Regions from separate parts of the Zea mays genome. Here region 1 is linked to region 2. A link is a contact called in public Hi-C data. All regions are on one chromosome and are shown on one strand. The core of a region is the stretch at or near the end of the contact, and the rest is flanking DNA. Distances in the headings are between cores, read along the strand shown.

Region 1 (7,300 bases), core at 848-3,347, 140 kb before region 2:
CATACGTGGGCCTCTCGCCGCCTACCTACCAAGAATGCCTCTCAAAAGACGCATGGAAACACACCAGCAACGTACACTTGGATCCGCCTCGCGTCGATCAGACATGTGGGGGTGAGAGTACCACCACTGTTCCCGATCAAAAGGACGCAAAGGCTAAACGCCATGATTGTTTATCATTCCTGAGCTCGAGAAGGCGACAGCTTTGGCTCATCCCCCTCATGGCCTCATGTGCTGTGCAGTGCAGCTCCCCTGCCCTCTCTCTCTCTCTCTCTCTCCGTTTTTTTAGATTACTATAGTGACACACACAACACATCTGATGGCTAATAAGGGCCTGTCCTAGCTGAGCTGTTTGGTCATCAGATGCCTCTCTTTTGTCTCCGATCGGGCTCGGGTGGGTGTGGGTTATGTGCCTGCCTAAGTAGGACAAATCTGGAGGAGAGACGCGGACAGCGACGCCCTACTGCGTGCGTGCTCCCTTGTTCTCTTGTTGCTGCGCCTGTTTAGGCATGGCGTGGCCGCATGGGGGGAAATGACCGAACTAGCCCCGCTCATCTGGGCCATATGCTGCGCGGCCCATGCCAGATGCGATGCGATGCGATACGGGGGAAGAGGGCCATGGAGGTGGGGTTAAAAAGGGAAAGCTCGCCCTCTCGTTTCACGCACGCCTGTTGCCATCACGGAAAAGCTTGTGTTTTTTTTTTTGCATTGTAGGGTGACCATGCCTTTCTCTCATCTCCATCGTGCTGAGGTTTTAATCAAATGCATGCGAATATAGGAGTAATACGCAATAATTACTCCTGCTTTAGCCGTGCAGTGCATCTCATCGCGCTCACGCATCCGAGATGGTGGGGAGGGATAGTGGCGAGGGGAGGCTGGGAGGAGGAGCAGAGGACGAACGGGACGGACGGCTCTCCTCCCTCTCCTTCCCTGATGAAGGAATTGATTAGCTTCAGATACCTCACGTGGCCCGTCGTCCGGACCGCAGGAAGCTGCCGGGCCACAGCTGAGGCTGCCGGCACCTTTGTGCAGTCACGCCTACGTTACTGGCCTTCTGTTTTTTTTTCTCTTGGTTCATGGCAGTAAAATTTTTACCTGCGCCTAGCCGAAGCCGAGCAATTTCTTCGCCGCCTCAACGCTTGCTCTGTCACAGCGCAGAGTGAAAACGCAAACGCGCAAGCTCGTCCGGCCGGTAAGAAATATATTGTGTTCGTGGAGGATGGACGTGTGTGTTGGTGACTCCAGTCCATGCTCACTGCTCACGCCTGGCGGTCGTCCCGTCCACCGCTGCTAGTGCCTACTCCCCGGCTGCACGCCGTACCGTACCGACCTTTTTTTTTATAAACATGATTCTTGGCTGCTAGCTGCTGGCGAGCGTGCCAAGTCTACCATAATAATGTCTACGCTACAGTCCGGCAGCTACAAAAGTAGTACCTTAGGCCATATCCGCAGCTAAAAATACTGCTGTACTATACTGGAAGGATACGTCATCTCTTGTGCCTTAGCTACAGTGCCTTAGCTGCAGTAACATATGTTGTGTACTGTAGGCGGCCATCTACATACGTGCCAATTGTTGAGATGCCCAGGCCCAGCACGGGCGGCAGCGACAAAACTTTACTGGTCACTGTCTAGGGCATTTCTCATAGACCCAAATAACCTGGCAGGTCTTGTAACGAGAATGCCAGAGGCCTGAGCCGGGCTCGTGATCCAAGTCGCCACCGCACATGAAGTCATGAGCCAGCTGCTGCCCAGCCACACTGGTTCATGGTGGCTGCTGTAAACACATGATTTTTGCACGTTTGCAGCTGCTGTTCTTTTTTTCCCTGGTCGATCCGTGACACGGTCACACTGATGCTCGCTCTCACGCACGCACGCACGCAGGCAGAATATGCTTTGGTTGGTGATCACCTTCGGATCAAGCAACTCCGAAAGGCCAATCCTGGCGTGATCACGGCGGCGGTAATCCGGTCGACGCGCACAGAGCTGGAGCTACAGTGGTACGGAGTGAAGGTTGAGAGCGTGTGCGCGCGTTTCGATCCCCACTCCCTTGGGATAGGAGTAAAAGCGCACGAGAAGCAGAGCAAGAGAGAGAGAGAAAGACATCACGGTGTGGTGTGGAAGAAGCGAGGCGTTGGGCCCCGTGATTCCCTTCAACTTTCGCTTTCTCCCCCTCGGGCCTCGCCTCCTCTCTCTCTCTCTCTCTCTCTCTCTCTCTCTCTGCGCCAGTGCGCCCCACGCTGCATCCTCAAAACCATTCTCCATCGAATCCGTCGCGCTCAAAGCACGCCCTTCACAGCACAGCTGCGAGTGTGCGTGCCACCGCCGTGCGAGCCAAGAAACGTGATGCCGCGCCGCGGCTAAGAATCAGGTGTATTCTTCAGGCTAACAAGCGCGCGAGACGACGCAATGACGCTGCAGATGGAGCCGCCGGTGCCGCCGCCGCGGCGGTCGGTGTCGACGACCTGCGACCTCCACCCAGGAGAAACCTTCACGGGCTTCTGCGCCGCCTGCCTCCGCGAGCGCCTCGCGGGGCTCGAGTCCACCGGCGGCTCCGCCGCGGCCGCCGCGCCGGGCCGCAGGTCCACCTCCGCCATCCGCTCGCTCTTCACCCGCCCGTTCGCCGCCGCCGCCGGCGGGGCTCCGTCGGGATCCGGCGCCGCCGCGCTGCCGGACCTCCGCCGCTGCAAGTCCTTCTCCTGCGGGCGCGGGGGCGACGCGCTGGCCGCCGCGGGCGAGCCGCAGCGGAGGTCGTGCGACGTGCGCGGGCGGAGCACTCTCTGGGCGCTGTTCCACCAGGACGACCGCCAGCGGGTTCGCGACGGCACCGCGTTCGGCGCCTTCCCGGCCTCGTCCTCCGCCGCCGCGGCCGCGCTCGCCGCCGAGGTCCTCCCGCCCCCGCAGCCGCCACCTCCCGCGTGCGTCCCTGAGATGTTCTCGGAGGAGGAGATCGCTGTGGCCGAGGACTCTGACGAGATTGTCGCGGTGATGGAGCCCGTCTCAGTCGTGGGCACCTCTGGGGAGATGGAGACGGAGGTGAGTGCGGCGCGGGACGTTAGGGCCATGAAGGATCACATAGATCTCGAGGCCTCGCAGTCGCAGCAGCCCAGGAAGCTGCCGCCCAAGGACCTCAAGGAGATGGCCGGGAGCTTCTGGCTTGCCGCCTCCATGTTCAGCAAGAAGTGGCAGAAGTGGAGGGGCAAGCAGAAGCTCAAGAAGCAGGAGGCCGCGGGCAGCAAGGCGGCGGCGGCGGCAATGCCCCCGCCGGAGAAGCCATCCAAGCCCTCGTTCCTCCGGCGTAGCCGCTTCCGCCGTGGCGAAGCCGGCTCCGAGTTCGCCGGCGGCCGGCGCTCGTGCGACACCGACCCACGATTCTCCTTGGACGCCGGCCGCATGTCCGTCGGTGACATGGGCTTCTCCTGGGACGAGCCCCGTGCGTCGTGGGACGGCTACCTGTTCGGCGCCGGCACCGGCATTGGTCTCGGCCGCGCGCCGCCGCTCTCCCGTCTTCCTCCTATCCTCTCGGCTATGGAGGACTCCCCCGCCGGCATTCTGGAGCGCTCCGACGGCCAAATCCCCGTGGAGGACGACTCCCAGCCGGAGCCCGACCACGACGCAAACGTCCCTGGGGGCTCGGCCCAGACGCGAGATTACTACATGGACACCTCAAGCCGGAGGCGCCGGAGCCTTGACAGGTCGAGCTCTGTGCGGAGGTCCTTTGAAGTCACCGACCCAAAGCCAGTGCCAGTGCCAGTACCAGTACCTGTTCCAGTGACCGCACCGGCCGCCATTGTCAACGGCAAGGAATCCCCTGCAATGGGCAGCTCGGAGTTCTACCACTTCCACCACGCCGAAGACCTGTTCGACCACCGCTTCAGCACCAACTCACTCGTCGAGGACTTCTCCGCCAGCCTGGACGCTGCCTTCCACGGCCCCGCGAAGAAGCCGCCGCGGTGGCGCAAGGCGTGGAGCCTCTGGGGCCTGATCCACCGCCGCGCCGCGGGGCGCAGGGACGGCGCGTCCGACGCCGCCGACCGCGCGTTCTCGGAGCCATGGCCGGACCTGCGCGTCCGCGGGTACAACGGCAGGATGCAGCGGTGCAACAGCAACGCCAGCGCGCGGAGCTCGTTCAGCAGCAACAGCGGCGGTCTGGGCAGCTCCAGGCGCAGCTACCTGGACGCCCACGGGAAGCGGAGGCGCGAGGAGTGCGCGGCGCTGGAGCGGAACCGTAGCGCGCGGCACTCGCCGGGCAACGCGGACAACGGCCTGCTGCGGTTCTACCTCACGCCGATCCGGAGCGCCAGCGGCCGCCGGACAGGCGTCCTCCCGGTGAAAGGCGGTCGGCAGCTGAGGTCGCAGTCGTTCGCGCGGACGATGCTGGGGCTGTACTAGAGTATTGACGACGGCCACCTGATTGCTGGTCAAGCTGCTTCATTTCAGTAGGCAGTAGCTGATGGCTTACATGTTGAGTAGTTTGGGTGGGTGGTATAACCAAAATCGTTTACATCTTTGTGTAGTGCAGTGATCCTTTTGTTCATTCGGAGGGCTGGATAAAATGAAGTTTAATCTCGTAATCACGACTTGACTCTGTTGTTGTTCTATGTCTCCGTTGTCAGTCGCAAGTGTGCTTCGTATCTGCAGCTTGTCATCCTATCATGCGGCCATCGCCGGCTCATTCATATTTCTTTGTGTCAATGCATAGGATCGTGACTCCCTGGACAAGGAGATACAAAGGTCGCAATGGCGATATGGGGTAGTCACATGGTGCGCCGCGGCGTTTGGCGTCCTCGTCTCAGGCGAACGCCACCACGCCCACGGTAGTCGCTAGAAGCTGAGCTCGCGCGCACCTGACGGTCCCGGTCTTTTCACATTCAGGGACATTAGCGGCTGGCGCCGCCTCAGACACGGAGGCTCCAATATTCCATTGGTCCCTAGGCGCCAACTCGTTGACGATGGGCCTGGGCCTAAAAAACTCGCCGTGCTCAAGCCAATTCCACCACCACCCCCCTGGCTGGATGGCGCCCGTGCCCGTCATTGCCGCGCGCGTTCGCTCTGGTCCACCGTGCAGTGGTGCTGCTTGCTGCGGGTTTTCGCTCGCTTGGCCTCGTGCGACCAAGAACGAGACGCGGAGCTTGCACGGGTTATTGTTGGACTCCGGACTCCGACTGGGAGCAGCGGGAGCCACGAGGTGCCCCGACGATTCTGATTCGGGACAGGTGAACGGATGGACGTGGCCGCACGGCGCCGATTAATAGGCGCGGCGCCAGATCTAGGGCGCAGTGCATCAACAGGCATGTGCACGATTATTATATAAAAAACGCCCACATGTTCGCAAGATTATCTTGGAGCCACAAGGCAGCTGTTTTGATCCAGTCGATCGAACGGAAGCCAACTACCGATAGTTTTTCCCTGTGTGTGTCTGCGTGTGGTCACGTCTGGTTCACCTGCGTCGTTCTTACGGCCCAGCCGTTCCACACCATTCGTGGCCCACTCCACGTACTCGCGCACGGAAGAGCGAGTATGATATCACTTGAGCACATGGAGAACAGGAAGACAAATATTTGACGAAAAAAATGTTAGAAAATATGAACAGAAATGATATGTAGGAGAGGTTGAACATTAGACTAGAAGATTAAGAAAAAAATCATTTCGCAACTCTACACCATTTAGATGTTTGATATTACCTATATATTTATACTATTATAAACTATATTAAAGTATTTAAATCTAAGGAAAAAATATTCTACCCTCACGGGCATAATATTTTAGATAAAAGTATACTTGTAGCACCTCATGAAATATAAAAAAAACTACAAGGGATAAAACAAAATAAAAAAATAGTAATCAAAAGTAACAGAGAAAAGATAGTGAGAAAACGTCCTAAAATTATCAAAGAGCACCACATGAATGCTACTTGAAAAAACTAAAATATACCATAGGTGCACAGCAGGATATATTGCAATTTACGTGTGGATGCATGTTTGCGTAAGGCATAAGTGCACAGACAGAGACAGAGCCACGACATATACTAATAACTGAATATTCTTTTTAAGGTTAAGAATTTAGAGTAGTATGAGTGCGGATAACTTAAATACTAGAATGAGAAGGGATCAATATTATTGATGGCAAATTATAATATATCGGAAAGACAGGGTAGCAAAAACAATTCGAGCTACGTTGTAAAATCTACAAGTGCCCATGGCGCCAGCTTGACCTATCTCCCATCGGCAGCTAGCAGTCATCTCATCTCCAGTCCGGCTTGTGCTGGTGGAGCTCAAAATGCGTCAGTGTGCGATGGTATCCTGGAGTTTACAGTTACCCAACCGACTATATATATATGGCATGACTTGGCCACTCAACGGTACGGTGACAATACGTGCCCGGAGCCGTAGACACCACGCATCAGACCATCACGCAGCCGCATTGCCCGGTCGAGTCGGTCGGTCTCAGGGCAAAAAATGCACGGAGGGCGCTGCACTGCAGTTTTTCCTCCTTTCTCTGCCCAAGCCGTCGTGCCAATCGCCAAGGATTGGATTGAAACGAGTGTAGTAGCAGGGCACTGCCGTTTTTTTTTCGCACCATGCATATGGAGACATGGAGTAAATGTGCATGCAACGCATGCATGGGGCAGCTCCTGCAGTGGTAGCCAGATGATAGTACTGCCAGCTGCTTCAGCGCAGTTCCTGCCTGCAATGTCGCTCGTTCCGTCGTTCGTCTCTGAAGCATTGAAGCCTGAAAAAGACTTGGGTGGTGTTTACTGGTGCGTACCAAAGATTAATTAGCCACCTGGTACAGGTCCCACTAAACTCGCCATATAGTGTACGTATATCAAGCTAGCTAGCTTGTTGACGACCTGATATGCGAACCTGCCTCACCATAGTTAAAACCCTCCAGGGATCATGACCGGTCGGATTGCCATGATAGATAAAACCAAAAGACCTACAGCTGTACTATTTCAGGGCCAACGCTGCCCTGGTTGGAGCTGACGCCCGCACGATCGAGGGGAGCCGGGAGCACAAATTCATCCCTGCCAGCCGCTTCCTTGCCTTGGTTGCAAGATTGTCTCCTTCGTGCCTGGATGCGTGCATGAGTGATGCATGTAAAATCAGGTTGATCATGGCTACACATGTCCAAACGGGCCCACCCGACAGTAGACCCGTGGGCTAGCACGGTCGTGGCCCGACACGACAGTCTGCCTAGAAGTGTGCCCAAGCCGGCTTGGCCCGACACGAGAACGGCCCGACCTAGCTAGATGTATGCATGACAACTGAATCCGCGGATTCAGATATCTGTCGGATCGGATATC
Region 2 (7,668 bases), core at 71-2,570:
GGCTCAAGACTCTTGCATGATTTAATTATGAAACTAAATTCGATTTGTCATTTGCATCACATTGGGATTTATTATTAATTTTGATCTATTATTACTCTGGTTTGGTATTTATTTACATTTAATAACTGATAATAAAGTTAGACCAACTTACTAAAAGCAATGCTCAGCTTTAACCCTTATTGTTGATCAGTCTTACACTTCACATGAACTCCCACTTTTGGTGAGTTCATGCACATTATTTCGCACAAATTGTTGAGCTATGATCTTTTGTGAGCTCACACTTGCGATATATAAACCCCCACATGAGAAAAACAAGTGGTCCAGGAGGAACCGTACAATAAGGAGTATGAGTTGATCTAGGTGGCGTCTCTGTCAGATTTATGACGCCAAGGATGGATGTTTAGTTCGTTTTATTATTATTATTATTTATTTTTGTAAGACTTCTGCTATGTAATAATGATACTTGTGATATTTATCTCTATACACTTTATCATTATATGTGATGTTTTTTTTGGCGTACGTATGAGACGCACCCGACTTTATCCCTTAAATCCGGGTATGACATATTCACCTAGTATATCTTTAACGCGCATAGACTAGATCGAGTGTGGATTTCACAAATAGAAATAGCTAGATTGTTTTCATAATTACCGCAAACCTGTATATTTTACAAGCTAAGTACGATGCACAGATGGAACGAATTAATATATGGATCTCTCCCACTCAGACACACAGTCGCCGTCAATCGTCTGTAGCAGCCAATCAGCCATGGCGCAACCCACTGTCGGCTGCCGCCTGCCGGCATTCGCAGATAAGTGGCCGGTGGTATAAACTGGCGCGGCCAGTGATCGGCTGGGCGCACCGCAGAGCGAGGGAGGGTGAAGGCCACAAGGGCAAGGGGCAAGGGCCGCTTGGGCATTCTGTCGAACTTGTCGAAGGCGTTCGATTCTTCAACGAGCACGCTAGTACGCAACGGTCTTTCCTGCGGGCTGCCGCTACGCCCTCGCGGCCTCGCCCACACCACCCTATGTTCGATTCTTCATATCGGCGTCGGCCTCGATGGCGCTGGGGCGCAAAAATTTTGTGGCCCATGAAGATTGACGCCCCAAAAGTAAATGAGAATTGAGAATCCGTCGGGTGTAAATTTGGCCATTTTTTGGAGATCCCACATGCCAGCCATTTAACAAAAGCAGCCCACTTGTAATGCGACTCCACCTGGCCCGGCCTGCCCAATCCCCTTTCATCTCCAAGCCGAAAAAACACCCACAGAACCCTACCCTCCCGAGTCCCGACCCCGTCCTGCTCGCTCCGCCGTCCTTCGCCCGCCACCCGCCACCCGCCGGACTGCCAAAGCCCGGAGGCCTGAGGCCCGAGTTACGCGAGGAGCAGCCGAACCAGCGGCCCGGCGCCTCATCCCTCAGCGGCCCCGCCCCTGGGGCCGTGTAGTCAGCAAGCGGCCACGCGAGTGCGCGGTCGGCGCGGAGTGAGCAGGAGCAACCCGTGGCTGGCGGTCAGTCGGTGGCTAGCTGGAGCCTGGAGTTGCGACTTGCGAGCGGCGTTAGAACTCGCTCCACCTATAATTTTTGTGTGGCTCCGTCACTGATTCCACCCGTTCTGTGGCCGGCGACAGAGGCACAGAGAAGCGCCAATCCGCCGGCTTGATCTGAAGCATGGACAGGGTAAGAAAGGGATGGGCAATGGTTCAAAGGGATGTACGAGCATTCTAAATTGAATTGCGCTTTTGTTGCAAGCTGTGTCCTCCAAGACTGTTTTGCACCAACTGTTCGCTCATAAAATTCTGATATGCCTGAATGAATAACCTGTTTAGCCGTTGCGTAATGCAAACTAGTTCTTATGCTTGCAAAAACGAATACCTGCTCTGGTAGAAGATGCAGCCCATGAAAAGGGATGGGCAATGGTTCAAAGCGCCAAAGGAACTTGCAATATTAGGAATAAGTAAATCAAGTTTCATTGTGTCTATCTCATTGAGTGATGGGAATATAGAAAAGTAACATTGTGTATGTAGTTAAATATGTGTGAAGGGACATCATAAATAAATCAGGTTTGTTTCTTTTTTAAGGTGCATACATAGTTTATGAAAATGTGCAACGAAATGCATTGGTCGTTATTATATTAGTATTTTAAATCTTGATTGGAACACAGTAGAGTAATTTGGGTAATCTTTGGTAGCTATAGTTATATCCATGTTTATGTTTGTCTACCATTGCAGTATGAAAAGGTTTGTTGAATGTTGCTTTAGTGAGTATAGCACAAAGTTTCTGTGAAAAGGCAACATACAGAAAGTTGCTAATATGGAGGTAAATCAATAATCAGGTGGAGGGGGAGGGGTGCTGTACTGTTAGCTCAATGTACCTGTTTTATTATAAATAGTCTAACAAAGTCAGCAATGTTTTTATTTCCCTGGTTTCTCAAGTTCAGTATCTCTGAAAGTCCAAACGGTAACCCTGGTTGTTTTAGCAGCGAGTAATTTTGCAAGTGGAATATAGATCGATCTGAAGCTATGCATCTGTGTGAATTGTGCCAAGAGGAAACATACTCAGTTATTTGGGTTCAGCAAGATGGGGTATAAACCTTATCAAGTTGCAAAGTAAGGCTGTTTCTGCTCTCCAAAGAGATGAGTAGTCCGCCGCTACACTTCTGAATAAGATCCCTCCAACCAGTTTGCCTAAAAAATCATCAGATTACAATTTGTAAACAGAAAGGTTATACAATACTATGTTTATCATACTTACCAAACTGGAAAGTTCGTTATCTGATCGAGAAAGATTTAGAGATTCGTCTGAATGAATGACAATTAAACATCCTTATCTACAAAGTAAATAACAGATAAATAAAGTATGTCAAGGTGGGGCCATTTTATCACCAAGTTTTGTTTGCAAGGTGGGGCCATTTACAATACTATCTCCCTCTCTCTTCCTCCTCTCACTGCAGCCCTCATCACCGGTCGTTGCTGGTTCTGCCCTCTGTTGCTGAAGATCGTGACCATGGAACTCGCGTCGTCGTCCTAGAGCTCCTCGCGATGTTGCTGCTCCAGGCTGCCATCCTCATGTCAACGGTGGAGGGCCTTGTGCGGATCGTGCAAGAAGCTCCACAAGTTCCTCATCAATAAGATCAGGTCAGGCCACACTCCCATCTGCCCGCCTCACTTCTGAGTTCCGACTCTCGAGCGGAGCGCCACAGCTCCGAGCGGCCGCCAAATCCCCGACCACGTCCAGCAACCGCGCCCCCTTGGCTTTTAGCCCCCACCAAGCCACCCTCTGTTCTCCTCTTCCGTGGTGGACCAGCGGCGCACTGGTGTGGTGCTCCTCCAAGCTCTGCTCCGCTCCCCGCCTCCCTGTCGACCGGCGACTTTGGCCCCGGCCCCCGGGCTAGGAAGCGAGTTCACCGGTGGATCTGCGCGTGGCCCTCCCTGTTGCCTGCGGGCGCTGGCGGTTGGCCAGGTCGCCCCAGCCGGCCACCCCCCGCCCCTGCACCCTGCTGACTTGGGCTTGCTGTATAGCACGGACCAGATCAAGGGTCGCCGTCGACCACAGTGAGTAACTGTGGTTTGTGAGTAATGGACTATTGATTTCTAGTTTCCATCCACTGTATACTCGCATTCTTAAATTCCCTTCAAAAAATGCCAAAGTGCCAATGTCTAGTTTTTATTTGGACTCGATGAATGCGACAGAAGTAATGTTCACGTTTGAGGCATTGGGCTAGTACATACAGAACTATGTCTGCAATCCTAGCTATTTTCTCCCACTGTCACAAACCTGCTTGCGTTTCACCTGGTACATTATCACTTAATAGGCTTATCTGGCAAGTGGCAACCACTTTTGTGTGGAACTATGTTTTTTTTTAAATGTGGAATTATATATTGTCACCAAACTTATGTGAAATTATGAAGGCATGTGAATATGTGATCTTTTAGTCATAAAATGTTCTTGTTATTTTCCAATCCACAACGTTCTATATATTATTTAAGCATTTTGAATTGATATCGCTGTAAGTGTTCTTTGTTATATCTGTTATAGGTTATAGTGTATCACCAGTAAAATTTCTAGCCTTCAATTATCAGCCCCCCTTGCAGCCTTGCCTCGTTTCTGGGTCCATCACTTAGGGAGTATCTGTTCATCACCTAGATACACAACTTGTGGGTGGGGTGTTGTACTGTAGGGTGCTGCTAATCCCTTGGTATCCATCAGGAAGCCACCATAGGCTCATAGCATAAGTTTTGTCAGCGTTCAGCGCCCCCTCCTGTCCTTCCCTTGTGATTCTCCAGCAATTGGTCCCTGTCCATCCTTTGTTCAGATACTGAACATCTATTGCCATGTTAAGTTAGTCAACACAAGGATTTTGCGTAGTGTTGTCACCATGGTGCTCTTAGGTTGGTGGTTGTTAAAATTGCTTTATTTATTTACATCTCCATTGCACGCTGCTGGTTGTTGGCGATTTCTTGTTTTTATCTCCAATCGACTGAACTTTAGTTTTCTTATATAGTTTGAGGCTTGGCCATGCCTTTAAATATAGATATTGATCTGTTCAAGCTGGATATTGATGAGCTGATAGCTGATTATTCCAAGGTAGTTTTTCAAATTCTCTCCACGCGTGCACATATTAACTTTAGATGAATGATAACATCTCCGTGTTCCTGATTGGTAGGAGAACTGTACGTCACTCTTTGAATTCAAACGAGTATGGATGGGCAAGAAATTTTCTTATATCTATGAAGGCAGGCCTAAGACAAACTCGGGTTTATTCATGCAGTCCCTCTTTCTGCATTGTATTGGTAGGTGCTGGCTTCCTGAAAGAGCATATTTCTGAACTGAATCCACACTTACCGGTAATCCTTTTTGTGGTCACAGCTGAACTATTTTCCACTTAATTTTATGTCCAGGTTATTTGACTTCTCAAAGTTCACTGCACCAAAGATTGGCTGGGCTATACTGCCTTTACTGTCTGTATGAGTGCCAGCCATACAAGCCGCAGTTCAAGATTTACTTGTCTCTTGGTAAGGCACATATTTGAGCCAATATCTGGTGCATGCTGGAACTATTCTTTAACACATTAAATATTTTCTCCTTTTGGAAACAGAGGAGTGCAGGCAACTGAAAGATATCGTTGTTATGGCGAAGCAAAATGGACTGCAGCTCGTGCCTGCACTTGTCAAAAGGATGCTGGATAAAGACATGTTTTTGTTTGGCTACATGAATTTGATCGACGACAACGGGGACAAGCAGGTCGAGGAATTGACCGCATTGCAGAACAAGCGAGTAAAATTTGCATGTGACAAGTATGTCTGACTTTTGCTACTGGGATCTTCAGCATTAGTATTTTGTTTTGAGTAAATTGCACCAATATATGTCTAAATAAGACGTAGCATTACTGTTTATTTTAATATGATGTTCATGTGAGTGTTTTCTTTAATATTCACTCTAAGTTCCTTCGCCTTGCTACAACCTTGCATGTTGTTCCAAAGTGCAGTTTATTACTCATGTTTCTTGCTTTGAAAACAAGGCTATAATTTGGTCAACAACAAAAAAACAAGGTTAAATCTGTTGCTTGCTGATATTTTCCATGTAACCTCTATGTTTGCAGGTTATTTGCAAATACCCAAGCAGAAAGATATTTGCACATGGACTTGGTAAGTTCAATGTTTTTATTATAGTTCTACTACTATCATGCTGGCATGGCGGGGACACGGTGCCGTGGTTGGCACACATCCGAGAACGTGATCCTTATAGTTTATGTTTTAGTACAAGCTGTGTAAAGTGGACCTGTGCTTGCGCTTATTTTTCACAAGATCTTATTAAAGAATTATCATGCTGTCTTGGGTTGGAAATATATCATAAAAAAGGCAGCCTGCCAATCCTTTATTTTTTATATATACTACAAACATTACGCAGGGTACGCTTCTGTTACTGATTTATTCATCTTCCTGTAGGGTGCTGAGTTCGAGCTTGATAGCATCAAGAAATTGTCAAAGGAGTATGCAGAAGCAAAGGAACTGGCCCTTGCAGGTGCCTGTCCATTGCCATTGTCGGATATGTGCATTTTCCTTCTCCTTTACGTAAGACTCCGGACACAACGCTGTTCCTAATCCAACTGCTGTCTGTTTGCCCCTATCACCTGGACAGAGGCAAGCCAAACTGTCGAAGTTGACGATGCTAAGCACCTCCTTCAGAGTGAGAGGCTGTTGGGCGACAAGATAGATGAAGTCGTCAAAGAATGGGATGTCCAGAAGGAGGGGTTCTACGAGAGGACAGGATTATCCTCATCCCCTGGCGACCAGCTCATGGCCATCGACAACGATGAATCAGGAGCTCAATGTCACGAGGATGGATCCCGTGGCGATCAGCTCATGGCGGTCGACAATGATGAATCGGGAGTACAGGATCACGAGGACCTCGACGACGACGACGGCTTTGCCGAGTTAGAACTGCTGCTAGAATGAAGAACATATACAAGTCTGTAAACTCTTACTACCGCCGTATAACCGTGTAATCAGAACACCGAGAGATGTAATCCTCGCTCGTCTTTACTAGCCTCTCCTTTTTAGGTGCCAGACCTTCTGTTCATCTACACTGGCTGCAGTAACTGTACATTGAAATAATCCAGTGCGCCAGCCTATGCAGGGGAGAAAAGAAAGAGGTGAGCTTGAGTAAAAATGTACATGAACAGTGACAAGAAAAAAAAACGCTGGCTGCAGTAATTGTGCATTTAAACGATACAGTGTGCCAGACTATGCAGGGTGAAAATTGGTGGACCTGAGTAAAAAATGTAAGTGAACAGTGACGAAAAAACGCAAAAAATAGGGAAACAGAAAAAAACTTTCCATTGCCGGGATTTGAACCCGGGTCGTCTGGGTGAAAGCCAGATATCCTAACCGGACTAGACGACAATGGAATCGTTGAAGGAGTGCCCAACTAATTCTAATAGTTGATTGCATCTCAACCAGACGTCCCATCTACGCAGAAAATGCAATGCCGTATTTTGTCAAAAACACAGCCAGAGTCCGCAGCAGAGCTCAACTTTGCGAGAGGGGTAGAGCTCCTCCGAAGAAGATCCGGAGTCAGCCAGAAAGAAAGAAAACAAAAACAGAGAAGCAATTTGCAAGTAGGCAGGTGCAATGGTACATCTCCTCCTCTGCGCTGAAACTACTACCGTGCCATGGTTCAAGCTAGGCACGCCATGAACCAAGATGCGCCCTTTCCTTAATTTTTTATTTATTTTTCTGCTTCTTTTCAGGGAAAAAAAGGAGAGAGAGAGAGAGAGAGGAAGGAACAACCTCCCTGGTTTTTTCGTTCTTGTTATTCTATCTAATGAAAAGCACGAGAGAGAGAAGATAGAGAGAACGAGAAGGCAAAACAGCACGTACGCATGGTCTGCGTCTGTTAAGCCCAAGCTGGGCGTGGCCGCTGTCGAAGAGGAGAGGAGAGGTCTCCTGCATCGGGGCGAACGACTGGGAAGGAAGCCAGACAGGCTAGGGCGACGCGAGAGCTAGCTCGACAAGGTTCAAGATTTCCTCAGATTCAATGATACGGTCCTCCTCCATGCACACTTGCACAGGGCCACAGGCACAGCTAACACAGCGGTTGGTGGTAGCTGGTAGTAGTTCATCCGTGCTCCTTGCTGTCTGCTGTGGTGGCCTCGCTGAGTCGCAGG

The links. Hi-C and Micro-C count contacts between places; a contact is called where the count stands out from the background.
Region 1: a contact with region 2 is called in a Hi-C map of ear, with 3 times the contacts expected there. The contact joins the promoter of LOC103630391 here to the promoter of LOC100273144 in region 2. A contact is called at or near these places in 6 of 25 Hi-C or Micro-C datasets (ear, endosperm, leaf and 2 more).

What each region holds. Positions count from the first base shown.
Region 1 is chr6:159,875,586-159,882,885 of Zm-B73-REFERENCE-NAM-5.0, reverse strand. LOC103630391 (protein OCTOPUS) reads left to right here and starts at 2,097. Exons shown (of 1, transcript XM_008651447.4): 1 at 2,097-4,595. The coding sequence starts at 2,404. The coding sequence ends at 4,386.
Region 2 is chr6:159,732,401-159,740,068 of Zm-B73-REFERENCE-NAM-5.0, reverse strand. It overlaps LOC100273144, which reads left to right and starts at 1,320. Exons shown (of 10, transcript NM_001147591.1): 1 at 1,320-1,679; 2 at 2,482-2,608; 3 at 2,953-3,136; 4 at 4,504-4,586; 5 at 4,666-4,792; 6 at 4,901-5,014; 7 at 5,098-5,296; 8 at 5,602-5,647; 9 at 5,948-6,023; 10 at 6,141-6,713. The coding sequence starts at 4,518. The coding sequence ends at 6,457. TRNAE-UUC (transfer RNA glutamic acid (anticodon UUC)) reads right to left here and starts at 6,909; the gene lies at 6,836-6,909.